Linked DNA regions of Acanthopagrus latus: region 2 is linked to region 1. The links are chromatin contacts, called in public Hi-C maps. All regions are on one chromosome and are shown on one strand. Each heading gives the region's core, a stretch centred on a gene start, on an enhancer-like site or on the middle of the called end of the contact. The rest is flanking DNA. Distances are from core to core; before and after follow the strand shown. Region 1 holds the start of LOC119021851 (kelch-like protein 10). Region 2 holds the start of romo1 (reactive oxygen species modulator 1).

The links. A called contact is a pair of places that touch in the nucleus more often than the background predicts.
Region 2: a Hi-C map of muscle shows a contact between it and region 1, with 4 times the contacts expected there. The contact joins the promoter of romo1 here to the promoter of LOC119021851 in region 1. A contact is called at or near these places in 3 of 4 Hi-C or Micro-C datasets (liver and muscle).

What each region holds. Positions count from the first base shown.
Region 1 is chr6:2,881,885-2,889,016 of fAcaLat1.1, reverse strand. It overlaps LOC119021851 (kelch-like protein 10), which reads right to left and starts at 4,162. Exons shown (of 5, transcript XM_037102391.1): 1 at 3,871-4,162; 2 at 2,700-3,183; 3 at 1,868-2,476; 4 at 712-861; 5 at 1-581. The coding sequence starts at 4,022. The coding sequence ends at 228. LOC119021854 (a long non-coding RNA gene) reads left to right here. Exons shown (of 9, transcript XR_005075773.1): 2 at 3,858-4,031; 3 at 4,680-6,754.
Region 2 is chr6:3,038,013-3,045,170 of fAcaLat1.1, reverse strand. It overlaps romo1 (reactive oxygen species modulator 1), which reads right to left and starts at 3,054. Exons shown (of 3, transcript XM_037100703.1): 1 at 2,920-3,054; 2 at 1,308-1,438; 3 at 38-305. The coding sequence starts at 1,438. The coding sequence ends at 197. ergic3 (endoplasmic reticulum-Golgi intermediate compartment protein 3) reads left to right here. Exons shown (of 14, transcript XM_037100701.1): 11 at 3,766-3,830; 12 at 4,174-4,310; 13 at 4,447-4,502; 14 at 4,599-5,334. The coding sequence ends at 4,678.

The sequences.
Region 1 (7,132 bases), core at 2,913-5,412:
TTTTTATGTATCAAACCGAATATAATTACATACTGCAGCTTTAAATCAAAGTCTCTATATTTTCTCACTACTGTACAACCTAAAAATTGATTTTGAGTCAACTTTAACTCAGAATGCAATTAAATATGTTAAAAAGGGCACAGTTCACTTCAGTTGGCCAGTCAGTCTTTGTCAGTAAGTCTTGCTGGTGTGGATGGTGGTACAGAGCCGGACTGTGTGGAGGACTGTTAGGTGGATTCTACCTCTATTGACTCCAGTTCTAAAAGTGTCCTGCCGTCTCGACACAAAGTGTACTCAGCCATGTTGGGGAGTCCGTGCACCACGCAGCAGCTCAGGGCGCTGCAGAAAATCTCCATGCCACAGGCCTCAGACCACGTATCTGTCATCACGTCGTAGTACTCGACGTTATAGGTGGTGCTCAAGCCGTTGAAGCCGCCCACAACAAAGAGCAGATCGTCGAGCACTTCGATGCCGAAGTTGCTGCGGGTGGTCAACATGGAGGACACTCGGTGCCAGGTGTTGGTGCAGGGGTGGTAGGCCTCGGCGCTGCGCAGACGGGCGCTGCCATCAAATCCACCGACCTGTGAGGGGAAATTTTGAACAAATGGTGTTTAAATGACGATGGAAACACTTTCTCAGCCCTCATTGAACAATCCTACAAGAAAAGCTGGCACAGATTCATTCTCAAGAGGTTGACATTTATGTACTCACTGCAAAGATGAGGTTTGCATATGCAATGACACCAACTCCACTGCGGTGGCTGTTCATGGGGGCGATCTCAGTCCACTGGTTGGTTTCTGGGTCGTAACATTCACAGGTTTCCAGGCACTCAGTCCCATTGAAACCACCGCAGATGTAGATCTAGGAAGAACAGGAAGGACATAAAGTTATTTAGCACTTCTCAACTTCAGATGCTGACTGTGTTCCTTGTATTAAAGCAAATAATACAGAAAACTGTTTACACCATTCTAAGATAACAAGTGAATTACAGCTTAGAACCAGCAGCGAGTCACAAATCTAATAGTCCAACTGAAAAATAAATTGCAGCTGATATGAAGTTATTGTAGCGGTTGTCTGATAATAATATAAATTGCAGCACAGATCAGATTGTTGAGATCACTTATAAGATTATATTTATCCAATTGTTAAATCGATTTGTGAATGTCTGTCTCAACTCACTGTTACTATTATTATTATCTTTATTGACAGACTTGAGGCCCAGATACTATTGAACTGCTGACCCCTCTATCCCCAGACTCACATCACAAATCAAATGATTTTAAGAGTTTATTACGTAAGGAAAAACTTTGCAAACAAATTGTGACAAATTCTAAATCATTCATGAATTCTTGTGAATTCAGTATTATATGCAATATATTAAGTTGTGTCTTCACTTGTGTGAAGCGTTTTCTGTTAAGCTTCTGCATTTTACTTTACTCTGTTTGAACACACTGTTGCAACTGTTTTTATTCACATTAAATTTATGAAAGGAAGGCACGTAAACACATCAAAATTGCTAATATAAGCAACTGATTTGTCGTCCCTGAAGAAAGGCCCCAGACTCCATTAAAAAACTGAAGTTTTGAAAATTTAAATGTTTAGGTTGTCTTGATAATTCATCAAATGTTATACATGCAGATATTTCTTTATTTGTATAAATAATAATTGTTCCAATTGATGCTACATGTTAAGAGTGAGGAAGTCGGATTACTATTGGTCACTCACGGGGTGAACCGATGGGTTTTGAGCTGTCCACCTATGATCAGATCACTCAGGATGGATGTTAATAGAAACTCAAATTAGCAATGTTCCCATCAGCACTGTTCATCTCTGTTACGAGTCCCAGCTGCTCTTTCACTTTACCCACCTTGTCGTTGAGTGTTGCACAGCTGGCGTCGCTCCTGATCTCATGCATGCGAGTGATGACAGTCCACTGGTTGGTGTCGGGCCTGTAGCGCTCTACAGTGCTGAGTCGTACATGTCCATCATAGCCTCCCATGGCATAGATGCACCCATTCAGCACAGCGACGGACACATAGCAGCGGCGGTAGTGCATTGGTGCGACTTCCTCCCAGGTGTATGTGGACAGATCCAGCCTGCGAACACTGTTGAAAGACTCCGCCCTGTCAAAGCCACCCACACAGTAGACGTACCCGTCGAGGAAGGCGGTGCCGTGATAGGCACGAGGACGCTCCTGCTCGTTTGTCAGGTTGACCCAGAGGTCAGCGCGGATGTCGTACGCCTCGACACAGTTGGTTGGATCAGCTCCGCTCCAGCCTCCGATGGCCAGCAAGACGGCGTGAGGCAGGCGAGGACGAGCGACAGGGTCACGCATGTCAAATGCTGGTGAGGTGAGGCTGCTTTTGTTTTCCAAGATCTCTGTCACCATTTTGAAGCACTCAGCGTTGCTCCTCACCAGCTCATTGGCCAGCACAGTCGTCCCCAGTTGATCCTGACTCATCAAGGCCAATCGGACCTACGTGGAGAAAACAAGAGAAAATCTTTGAATTAAACTGCAGTGGCTTCACTTTTCCAACCCACCAGCTCTGCCCACTTTGTGTACAGTCTGTAGTCTAAGATGACTTCAGCTCTTAGTGTGTTTGTCGTGGGGCTACAGGTTTGAAAGCACCCAGGCGATCATACAGTATTGATATTGTCCTGTCAGCCAAATTCAAGTGAAAGCTAGTGGCAGAACTTACCTTAGACAAGAGCTCAAGCAGATGTTCTGTTCGTTCCTCCGGTCTGTTGGTGATCCAGTGAAAGATGGCCTCGCACACAGTATTCTCCTTTTTCACATTGAGGTCGTCTCTTCCTAGGATGTCAGTGAGTTCCTGCACAGAGAGATACTGAAACTCCTCAGTGGACATCACCTGCTCAAAGTGATCAAGGATGAACTGGAAGGCCTTGCTCTGCAGCTCAAAGCAGGGGAGGATGCTGGTGAACTTCCAGATGCCGATGCAGTTCTCCGGGCAGAGCCGCTCCCCCAGGAAGTCGCAGCATGCTTGTACAATCTTCATTACGTTGAACTGGTCGGCTGCTAGCAGCAGCTCCTGTACGTTGTCCACCGTCACGGAGAGAGAGTCGGTGTATGCAAACTCAATGATGGCTTGCATCATGGCAGGAGACAGGCCGTGGATGTTGAAGTCCTTCTTGTCTGCAGCTGACCAGCGTATGAAGAGAGCTCTGTGGGTCAGCATGAAAATAAACCGTATTCAACATCTTTCTGTCATCCTCACACAAACGATTTAATAAATAAAACTAATAAAATACAGACTTTGCTTATCCCGTGTGAATGTGTGACTCAAAACCCAATGTGAGGAGGTTATTTCTGAGTCACATGAGGTCCTGCGGTAAAACTAATGTTTGATCACCACATTTTAGGAATCATTGGGATTAAATCAACTTACTTTTCCATTTTGTATTAACTGGAAATTCTACATGTGCTCATGGACATCATTCTTTTTTCTCTTTTCCCTTATTAAGTAAATATTATTCAGACTCTTTTTATTGAATTATTAAAAGCACTGAGAGATGAAATATAGATTAAAATTAAAAATTAATCCTCAATGTTCAACTGGCAGGGGAAAAAAAAAACTTAATTTAAACCTTTATATCTGACTGTATGGACAGACAGGGAGCCTGCACCATGATTAAAGTTATACTTTTGAATTCTCTTTTAAAATATTTTGTCTATATTCTTCATCAGGTCATTCATGTCCTCACTCTTAGGTCAACTTGTTTCATCACAACTGCTGACTGCATGAATCAAACCAGTTCATCTCTTATTGTGAATAATCATTTTGGTTTTCTGCTTATTTAAAGGGATGTTCATTTATATTCTTTCGCCCTGATATCAGATGTCTGACTCACCGGAAGTACGAGCTGCATTCACAGAGGATGATCTTGTGGACCTGAAACTCCACGTCCTGGACTCTGATGACGGCATCACAGAAGTGACCCTCCAGACGGAGATCATTGAATACGTAACCTGTCTGGGGTGAAGATTTGCTTTTGTCAGTCATCTTTAGTAGGTTAGTTTAGTTTCCCTCAGTATGTAGATTTGTTTGTCTTTAGTGTCTCAACAAGTTTGATGATGGAATCTCATCACATCGTCATGACTACAGTCAATTCAAACTGTGAAATGTTATGGTTACAACCATAAAACCACTCAAACATATTATTATTATTATTGTTGTTGTTATTATTATTTAATTTGTACATTTTGTTTTTATTTAAAATGGTCCAGTCGAACAGTAGCTGGATAATGTTTTATCAAAATGGACTCTCTTTTGCTCATAAACAAACAAATAGGTGTAAAAACCCCGACGATGGTTCATGTGATAAATATTTTTAGTGAAGAAGTAGATTGATGAGTCAGTAGAAAACCTCAAAACAATGAAAACAAGATCACGTTTGTAACTACAAGTAAAACTGAACTATTTAACAGACAGTATCCATGTGTTGGAGTTGTTTTCATATGTCATCACTCTGTTTAAATAGTGAATGTTTGTGTGTTTGTGTTAACATTACGATCATACATCCTCTGTCAAAGTCCAGATTGACTCCAATCAGATGAAACATCTTCCCCAAGAGAGTCAGTAGTTGGCTGATGGGGGGGCAGGCTTCATATGTACCATCTGAGAATTTTATTTCCCACCTGTCACCTTTCCTCTTAACAGACTTTGCAGCTACAACCAGCTCAACATCCCAGCTGTGAAACCCAGAGACAAAGCCCTTCCAGCCCAGCACAGCAGGGTGGTAAACGCAGAATCTGTCCCTCTGCACGCCTCACACTGGTCAGATCTTCAGACATGAGGAGTTCTGAATGAGCAGAGTTTGGATCCAGAACCACAGGAGTGTAGGAGACCGTCTCCTTCATCTTGTTGCAGATGTTGTAGCTCAGGTTGCAACATTAAAACTGGGGCAACTCACCATCACATTGTCTGTGTTTTTGGTATCTGGAACTGTTTCATATGGACTCTTCAGTAACTCAGAAGAGACGCTAATGTATGTAACATCATTTCTCTGACGCTCTCCTTCCTTTTAAGTGCAGTAAACCAGGTACAAGTTTCAGTTTCCTCATATTTATCACCCACACTTTTATCAGCTCTTGCTTCATAGCTGCAGAATATTTCAATGAAACCATTAACTTGATTCATATTTGACAGTTTAATATACGATGAGGAAATCCAACAATGCTGTTAGTTATTCTACAAATAAAGAGACTAAAATAATAGTAAATTAATACACATCACTGCCACAAGCCCAAAGAAGTATTTATTTTAAAACACAAATTCATTAGCCAACCAGACTGTTGGACAGTTTGTCATTGTTCTGTGTGTGCATGTGTGTGTGACTCATTTAACCTTTATTTAACCAGGTGAAGTCTCACTGAAGTCAGTGATCATGTTGATGGATGTAGACAACAGAACCAGCATCATAACAGACTCTTTGATACAAAATGAAACGCTGAAATAAAAGTACTGTTTGTTGTAGTATAAAGGTTTTGATTTACACTCGTGCACAAACATGACTAATGCAGTTACAGACTGAAGTGACTCACAGTGTTGTTAATGTGCCTGGTTCTGATTTTTATTGATTTGTTTGTTCCTGAAATGTCAGACAGCTGTTAGAAAATGCAAGATATATAACGCTAATTAAATATTGGAAACGAGGTCTGAGGTGATTCAAACAGAATCAATACATTATTTGTCTCTCTTCATTCACTAACAAAGTTTTTATAAGATCCTTTCTGGTTCCCCTCATCTTTTGGCGGGAGTACCAAACTCTTGGTTTACTGTTTTATTTTTATTTTTTAAATGGATTTTATTGATTTTTATCTATACAAAGCAGCTTACTGGCTTTTAAATGTTTAATTTTAGTTTATAATAACGCATACATCATGTTTGTTTCTCCGTTGTTGTAGCTGGCATTGTTAACTTACATCGCCAGCTAACGCTAGCTGGCTAGCTAGCCGGCTGAAGGCAGGACGGAAGTGTTCCCATAGCAACCAACCAGATTCCAGGAAGTTTACCACAACTTTCTTCAGCAGTTCCCTTTTATCTTCATCACACAGCAATCAGTCAAGTTAATGCCTTTATTTTCTTTTTGTTTATATGCATGTTTTAAATGTATTGTTATAAAATATTTTAAGGTCGAGAGGTCTCACGGGGCAAAACCGGAAAAGGGCGTGGCTTCGGCACTAATTGGTTCCTATGGTAACAACGCAGCTCTTCCTCTATGGCTAGCTAACGTCAGTTGGCGGTGTAAACTAGCAATGCTAGCTACAACAATGGCGAAAGAAGCAGGATTTAAGCATTATGATAACATTGAATTGAATAGTATGGTTATAACAAAAAGTCAAAACAGTAGGCTAAGAGCTGAGGAGGAAGAAACGCCTCTGCTTCTACTGACAGGATCAACCCAGCCCGCCTCTTCAGACCACAGCACGGTGAGCCGCTCCCAGGTCAACCTGCTGCAGCCACACCTGGAACCACCTTCACTGCTAGAATTACTCCCTGAAGGAAAATATGCGGTTTCTCATCAAAGTGGTATGGACAGTTTAGGTCGTAACGGGCGGAATCAGCTAACGAATTAGCAGGAAACAACAAACTTGTGAAAACATCAAACTTCCGCTAAAAATGCCAGTTAGCTAGCAGTTATACGTGACAGTCAGTGCAGGGGAGCTTCATGTAACGTGGATATTACGACTACTTCGCCATCCTGAGGAAAAGGTGAAAGATCTTCAATCAAGGTGAGTCAAACGCACCCATCTCCATCTGTCTGTCTTCTTTTCCTGTTGTTAAATTACCCTCTGTGTATATTTTGCTTTGCTGTGCTGCTAACACTGAGAAGTAAAGTATTAATACCACACTGGAAAAATACTCAGTTACAAGTAAAAGTCCTGACACGTTCATTCATTCTTCAGGGAATAATAACTAGATCTTGTTGGAAAAAATGTTTTACTTCTCAATAGGTACTTCAACTTTTGGTGCTTTAAGCACATTTAACCTTCAATGTGTATGTTATTTTACTTACATGTGATTTTTAATGCAGTACATCATGTTACAGTGTTGTACCTTTACTCAGTGTGAGTGTTTCCTCCAGCACTGCCGCTGGATATGAAACATGA
Region 2 (7,158 bases), core at 1,805-4,304, 160 kb before region 1:
GGCAGCATCACAAAGTGTAACACATCCACTCTGAGAAGTGTTTGACAAAACTGAACTTTTATTGACAAAACTAAACAGATGGGGAAGCGGTTGTAGCATCGAGCAGACACAGAGCTGTAGTTGTAGTTATTGGAAGAGTCCCATAGCTGTACACTTGTGGTGTGGAGGTGGTGGAGGAAGTCGCTCCCCGTCCTCCTCAGCAGCGGATGCCCATACCGATGGCCATGAAGGTGCCAAACGTCCCGCCGCTCTGCATCATGGTCTTCCCTACTCCTCCCATCAGCTCCCTGCCACGCATGCCGATCCTAGAGACAGTTTTTAATTAGTGTCAGCTGAAGTTTACAGGCTCATACCTCATTCTGTCAGGAAGAAGTGACCTTCAGTGTCTCGAAAAGTAGATTTACAGTCTATAAAACATGTAAATGAATGTCAGGTTGATATGGCTGATCAATACTAGTTAGTTAAACATCCTGTTGAAGAACTGGGTTAGTAAGCGTTAATGTTCTTTGCCGTTCGTGGTCACATTAACCTGCTCTGTTTATGAACTTGAGGAAACAGCTGTTACGTTGCACAACTTCAGACCTATTAGTAGTTGAAAAAGATGTGAGATGTGGACAGTGAGTCGAGGTTTTGGTGGCTGCAAAGTGTCTCTTGCAGTGTTTTTTCAGATGGTTTCAGTTGTGTACAAGCTTTATCGTCCTCATCACTGCAAATTCCAAGAAGAGCAGGTGCAACATCTACTTCTGGATTGTAGGAAATGGACAGGAAGTAATCAAATCCTGACCACAACTCAGAGCAGGAGGCTGCAGAGAGGAAGGGAATGTTTTTTTCTCAGTGGAATCGAGGGTCTAATGTTGTTCACTGTACAGATTATAAAGCCCGCTGAGGCAATTTGCTTGTGATGTTTGGCTATATAATTAAACTGACAGTTTTTAAAGTAGAGTGGGAGAAACAGAACTAGTCCCTTTTTCTTTATTTGGCAGAAGGAGGAGAGTAAGTCATCTACCTCCATTCAAGTGGACAACAGTTCTGAACAATGTTCAGGGTGAAGATGACAAATTGGTTTCTGGAAAGTTGGCTGCGTCTTTCAGTATTAGGAATGTAACAAACAGGTTTGGAGGGGAATGAGCCTTCATGTGCACAATTTATTTTTAGAATGTTTTGGGGAAGTTACTGCTGATTAACTGGTTCTTACTGGCTCTAAAACATCAGCTGTTCTTAATGGAAACTAAATCTGACATTTTCAGTTTCATTACATATGCAGTTTCTGTAAGAGCAGGACAGTTTTGGGGTGAGTTCAGACTTACCTGAGACACGAAAACGTGCCAAACATGGCTCCGGCAGCCATTCCTACTGCAAACCCCATCATGAAGCCCATCTTGACCCGGTCAAAACAGTTGGGCTGGGTCTGGCCATATGGACCTACAGCCACCGGCATCTGCAGAGGAAAATACACAAGGGGACGTGTTAGACTATTGAACTCTTGGTGTTTTCCTTTCAGAGTGACACATTGTGTAATCTGATAGGAACAAAACGCTGTGCAGATCTAAAGGTTGCAGAACTGGTAGCCAGACCACATCGTTCACTCTGATTTATCACCTGCTCTGTTCACATGTACATAACAACAGAACTGCTGCCAAAATGTGGTCGTGAGAAGAAGCGACTGCTGAAGCTTCTTCACCAGAATTCAAGGAATCACTCTTAGTTTGTGACAGAATTCGAAATATGCTCAACTTATCGCCTGATCTTGTCAGACCTTTTGTTTTTACAGCTGATATTATTGCCAATATTGTGTTGTGAAGTAACAAAGAGGAGTTGTGGGATTCAGCTGCTCATGTTTCCTTCAAGTTAATCAAACCATGTCAGACGCTCAGTGAACACAGAAGACAAACACTTTGTCCAAAATCCATTCAGCTCACTGTGTACACTCTGTGCTTTCAATAAATAATTCATCACAAGATAAATTTAGGGCATTTAGATTTAGTTGGCATTAAGATAATCGTTCATCTTGCTTTCTAGATGTTATAAAACATGTTTGTCTGGCAGAGACCAGGACAAATATCATTTCATCTTGATTTTACTAGTTTTTCACTGACAGTGAAAATTGTGACGTAAAATTGAATCATCCGAAAAAAAAAATCATGAATTACATCACAATCACATTAACTGTAAATGGCGATATTTATTTCGGACCTCCTCCTGCAGACCTTTTTATGTTTTGCTATAATTTGACATCATTTGCTTTTTTGCCCTGCAGAGTAGAAGAGTTGTGTGATATTACATCCATTTTACAACTTGTTCTGATTCTTTTTAACTATATTTTGTCGTGTATTTAACTGAAATCATTTCTTGCTCGACGTTTGCTTCACAATGATGCACAATGTGAACTAGTCACTCATCAAGTGTGAAAGGTGTTGAGTAAGTTAGCTTCCTGTCAGTCGTTTGACCTTTTGTACCTGATGTTAGCTTGCTGTCTGACATTAAACATTAACGTGTTATTAAATCAATTTCTACAGGCTGTTTATAACCCAAGCTAACTAACTATAAGCATCGCCTTAGCAATAAGATCTTGGAGTTAAGCTGCTGATTAACGTTAATGATTAAGCTGTGTGGCTAAATGTGTAACGTGAGGCAAGTTAGTTAGCATTAGCTCGTAAGCTAGGCTAACGTCTGTGAGCACATTTCACAGACGAAACACACAGCTGCTTGTTTTTAACGCGGTTTCTTTAAACGGTAACTTACAAAAGCAAACATTAAAATCAATTCTGTAAATTAACTTTATTTTAATCCTAGCACGTAGGTTGTTGTGCTAGCTTAGCATGCTAGCTAACAGGCTAACGTCAGCCGTTGGCCTTGACAGATAAACACGTCACGTTCAGTCTCTTCTTCTTCGACGGTTTCGTCTCAGACCGATCTTACCTTCAGATACGAGTGTGTGAGGTAAACCTGGTTATCTTGAGTTTCTCCCGACTGGAGGGTGATCGTGTGTTTTATTAGCACAGCTTCGGGTTTAAATGTCTTTTCTAGCAGACCTCCATAACCGGATAGAGGAAGGAGAGAAAGACAGAGGAAGGCAGATAAAAGAGGAGCGATCACCGGCAGGAGGAGGCGAACAGCGCCCCCCTGTGGTGCATGTCGGTACTACAACCATCATTTAAAAAGAGTGTGGACACTAAAACATAAACAAAACAGAATGTGATGATATTTTAATCCTTTTTGACATAAACTCAACTGAAACTCTGCGCAGCACAGGTCAAACTATTATATTTTTATTAAGTTGTTTTTAAATTTACAGCATTAATCAGACACTTTTGGGATGCAGTATCTTGCCCGAGGAGACTTCAACATGCAGACCAAGGGGATTCGAACTAGCAACCTTCTGATAACAAGACGCTGGCTCCACCTCTGAGCCACAGGCGCCCTATTTTTAACATTAACACAGACAACAGCAAGTTCTTCGTGTGTGAATTTACTCTGCAATAAGAGCGACTCTGATTCTGAAAACAATAAATGAAATGTGTTTTTTTTTTAATGCCAACCAACCCAACCTTTTGGACTGTCGGTTGTAGTAATATTTACATTTTATTTGTTAAATATATTCAAAGTTAAACCCAACATCGAGCCTCAGTTAACCCACATAAATACAAAAACAAACAAACTGTACATCATTTATCTGATCTATTTACTGCTGTTTCTTTACCAACTGTTTCGTCTGAGATGATTAACAACATGTTGATCTCAAACGTCTCCTTTCTGTCTCCACAGCGTCGATGATGTACCAGTACTTTGTGAAAATTGTCCCCACCATCTACGTGAAAACCGACGGAGAGGTGAGTCCTCTTTCAGTCCAGACCTAAACTAGTTCAGCGCGGTACGGTTGGTATTTTGCATAATCGAGATCTCCAGGAATCCATACGATCATAACAACTCAAAATAAGTCAGTAAAGATACAGACGTGTGTCGTATTCTGACGTGATGACGTACGTGCAGGATGTAACTGTGATCTCTTTGATGTCAAAGGGTCAAATTGTCAAAGAAAAAGTGTTGCACTGAAACATTTTCTTTTGTAGATTTGTTTTAATGAGCAAAAAACACTTAAAACATGTACTGTATCATAAAGCAAACGTCCTCTCATCCGTCTAAAACTGTTTTGTTGGCATTTATTTCTCACAGGTGGTGAAAACAAACCAGTTCTCCGTCACCAGGCACGAAAAAGTGGCCAACGGGCTTATAGGAGACCAGGGGCTGCCGGGAGTGTTCGTATTATACGAGCTGTCGCCCATGATGGTTAAATTCACAGAGAAACACAGGTAGGACACCTGGTTTACAATGAACTAATGGTTTTTAAAAGACTTTAAGACTTTTTACTGTTTCATCGATACAAGAAGAACGTGAGCTTCATTAAATGTTGCTGCTAATTGAATCCCTCCGTCTCTTTCTGTTCAGATCGTTCACACACTTCTTAACAGGAGTGTGTGCCATTATCGGAGGTGTATTCACAGGTGAGTCCCTCTACGTCACCAGGTCATGTAGCAAAATGTAACTGTTAGATGAAGAGAGTGAAATCTGACTTGTACCGTCTGCTCGTCCTCCTGCAGTGGCCGGTCTGATCGACTCGCTCATCTACCACTCTGCTCGGGTCATCCAGAAGAAGATAGAGCTGGGCAAGGCGTCCTAACAGCGCCCCCTGCTGGCCTCCAACGGTGCAACACAGACCAAGACACGGACGCAGAGACAGAAAGCAGACGGACGGACAAATGGACGGAGAAGTTTGACAGCAGAAGCAAACAGTTTGTTTTCCTTCGGTCTTTCTGTCTTCTGTCAGATCGAGTGAGAGACAAACGGAGGGAGGACGGAGAGGTTTTTAAATCGGCCAAAGTTTTTAATTCCTCCGTCTCCGTTGTCATCGTTGGAAAAAGCTCCGGAGAGGAATTTCACAGTCCACTGTTTGATTTGATGCCAACAGGACGGAGTCAGAATCAGACATCCGACATCGACGAGAGACTTTTTTTTATGAGACTGAACTCGAGCGGAGACGAGGACGCCGCATCGAGTCTGGAACGGTTCTTCATGGAGGAGGAAGAAAACTTCCTTCTCTCTCTCTCCTGCTTCAGTCAACGATCGCTGCGCTGAATGTTCGTTAGTAGATCTGTGGTCGAGACTTTGTTCCTGAGGATGAGACGGCACGGAGGCTTTTTAAAGGAAGATGTCACCCAAAATCTTTAGTTTTCTTATCAGCTACTGCCTGAAGAAAAGATGTTTGCACAGAAAGTCGGATACGACTTCAGATGCTTTTGTTGTGATCTCAATATAACAAATGTATTCAGATTGAAATGTGTTCTTCTCTTTGGAGGTTTCTAAGGACGAGGCTGATGATGTTTTTGTCAGGAGCGGCTCATGAACGCACCGCTGAGGTCGTCACCGTTTACCAGTTTCACTCTGACGACAACTGTTTCCCGTCAACAACAGCGGCGTGTTTATAAGTCTTTCCTCTCCGCACCACATGTCCATAAAACTTGTGTTAAGAAGCTAAGTTAGTGAGTGATAAGAGACATTCTGGGTGACGTGTTCCTCTAAAGATTTGAGCTGATTTTTTGTGTCCTCGGTTGATTTAAAGCCACTATGTGTGGGTCTGTAAAACAACGATGAAGATGAAGTCTGGTTGTGTTGTTTTCAGCCGGCTCATCTTCACGTCTCGTGCGTGAACTTCTGTCCGTCTGGTCGACAGTGTTAGACGAGTCCTTCACATCGTGGCTTTAAAGAAATGACATATTAAGACTGAATCAATGACAAAGTGAACTGGTGTAATCAGAAGTGGAGAGTCGCGTATTTAAGAAGCCAAATTCCTTCAGTGTTTCAGCGTAAAACCGACGAGCAGCCGCCAAAATTTGCTCCAACGTCATCTCGCTGTGTCGAACTCAGAATAATCTCTGCAGCTTCCTGTGATTTAGTTCCTCCCCTCTCTCTCCTCGGCACCTCCCTCACTTTCACCATGTTTTATGAATCGATTGAAAATAGTTGCGAGTTCAGGCGCTGTTTTAGGGGAAATTAAACCCTCTTGACGCAAAAATGCAGCCGAGTCGACCAGTAACGCTTCTGCAAACCACAGATACACCCGAGGTCGACATTGGCACCAAATGTGGTGTCTCACGTTCATATTATATGTTTTATTAACTGACTTTCACATCAGAAGGTGGAGAGGACGGAGGCCAACAGGGACAGCTGCAGTTTGAGTCACAGCTGAAGATATTTTAAAGCATTTGCAGCATAGAAAGCATTTTTTTTTTATTCAGGCTCTCTGCAGACATTTCCATACGTAATCCTGACCAAGTGTTTTTCGTGCCTAAACCTCAGCAGCAAAATAGAAAATTAAACATAAAAAAATTAATGTGCAATTGTAAAATAAAGAACTGTCAGCCTCGCAGACATCTGTGGTTTTGCAGAAATATACGTGGAGAGCGTATATTTATGGCGACCGGGTTGGAAAATCAAACTCTTGGTATGATTTCGCTCAGTTGTCAGTTCAGGAGTGTAAATACTGTACAGACACTTCCACCACTGCCTCACAGGAAGGAGGGAACCGACTGAACACTAACTGACGCCCAGCAGACGGAGCGTCGCACCGCTGTGTCAACATTACAAACACATTCAGATTAATTAGATGAGATTTTATTTTATTTTTATTATCGGGTGAAGGGCTTCTGCTTCTGTTCTGTTTGTTTTCTTCCTTTGGGATAAATCACACCGCCCTCTTTTGTGTTTTTTTAGACTGCTGGTAAAAGACGTGCTCCTGTTTTCTTTTTCTTTATCTGGTTTGTGGGTGTCGGGAATCTTTAAAGGAGCGTTGCTTGAGATAATGATCCTCCTCCTGTGGCCGTGTGAGTCCCGTTTTTAAAAGTGTTACTCTGATGGGTTAATGACAGGGAGGCGGCAGGAAGCTCCCGACCACAAGAAGACGGCGTGTTGTGGGTTTGATTCTGAACTTTATTCCTGACTCACGTGTTGAGTCACCACACGAGACCCAGATGTTTTCCGCCGGTTTGATCTTCGCCTCTGTGTGTATTTTCAGCCCGTCAGGAGAGTTCGACAGACAGAAACAGACGAGATGTTGGTTTCCTGAAAGTGCCGCGCTGATGTTTGGCTCATTAACTACATATC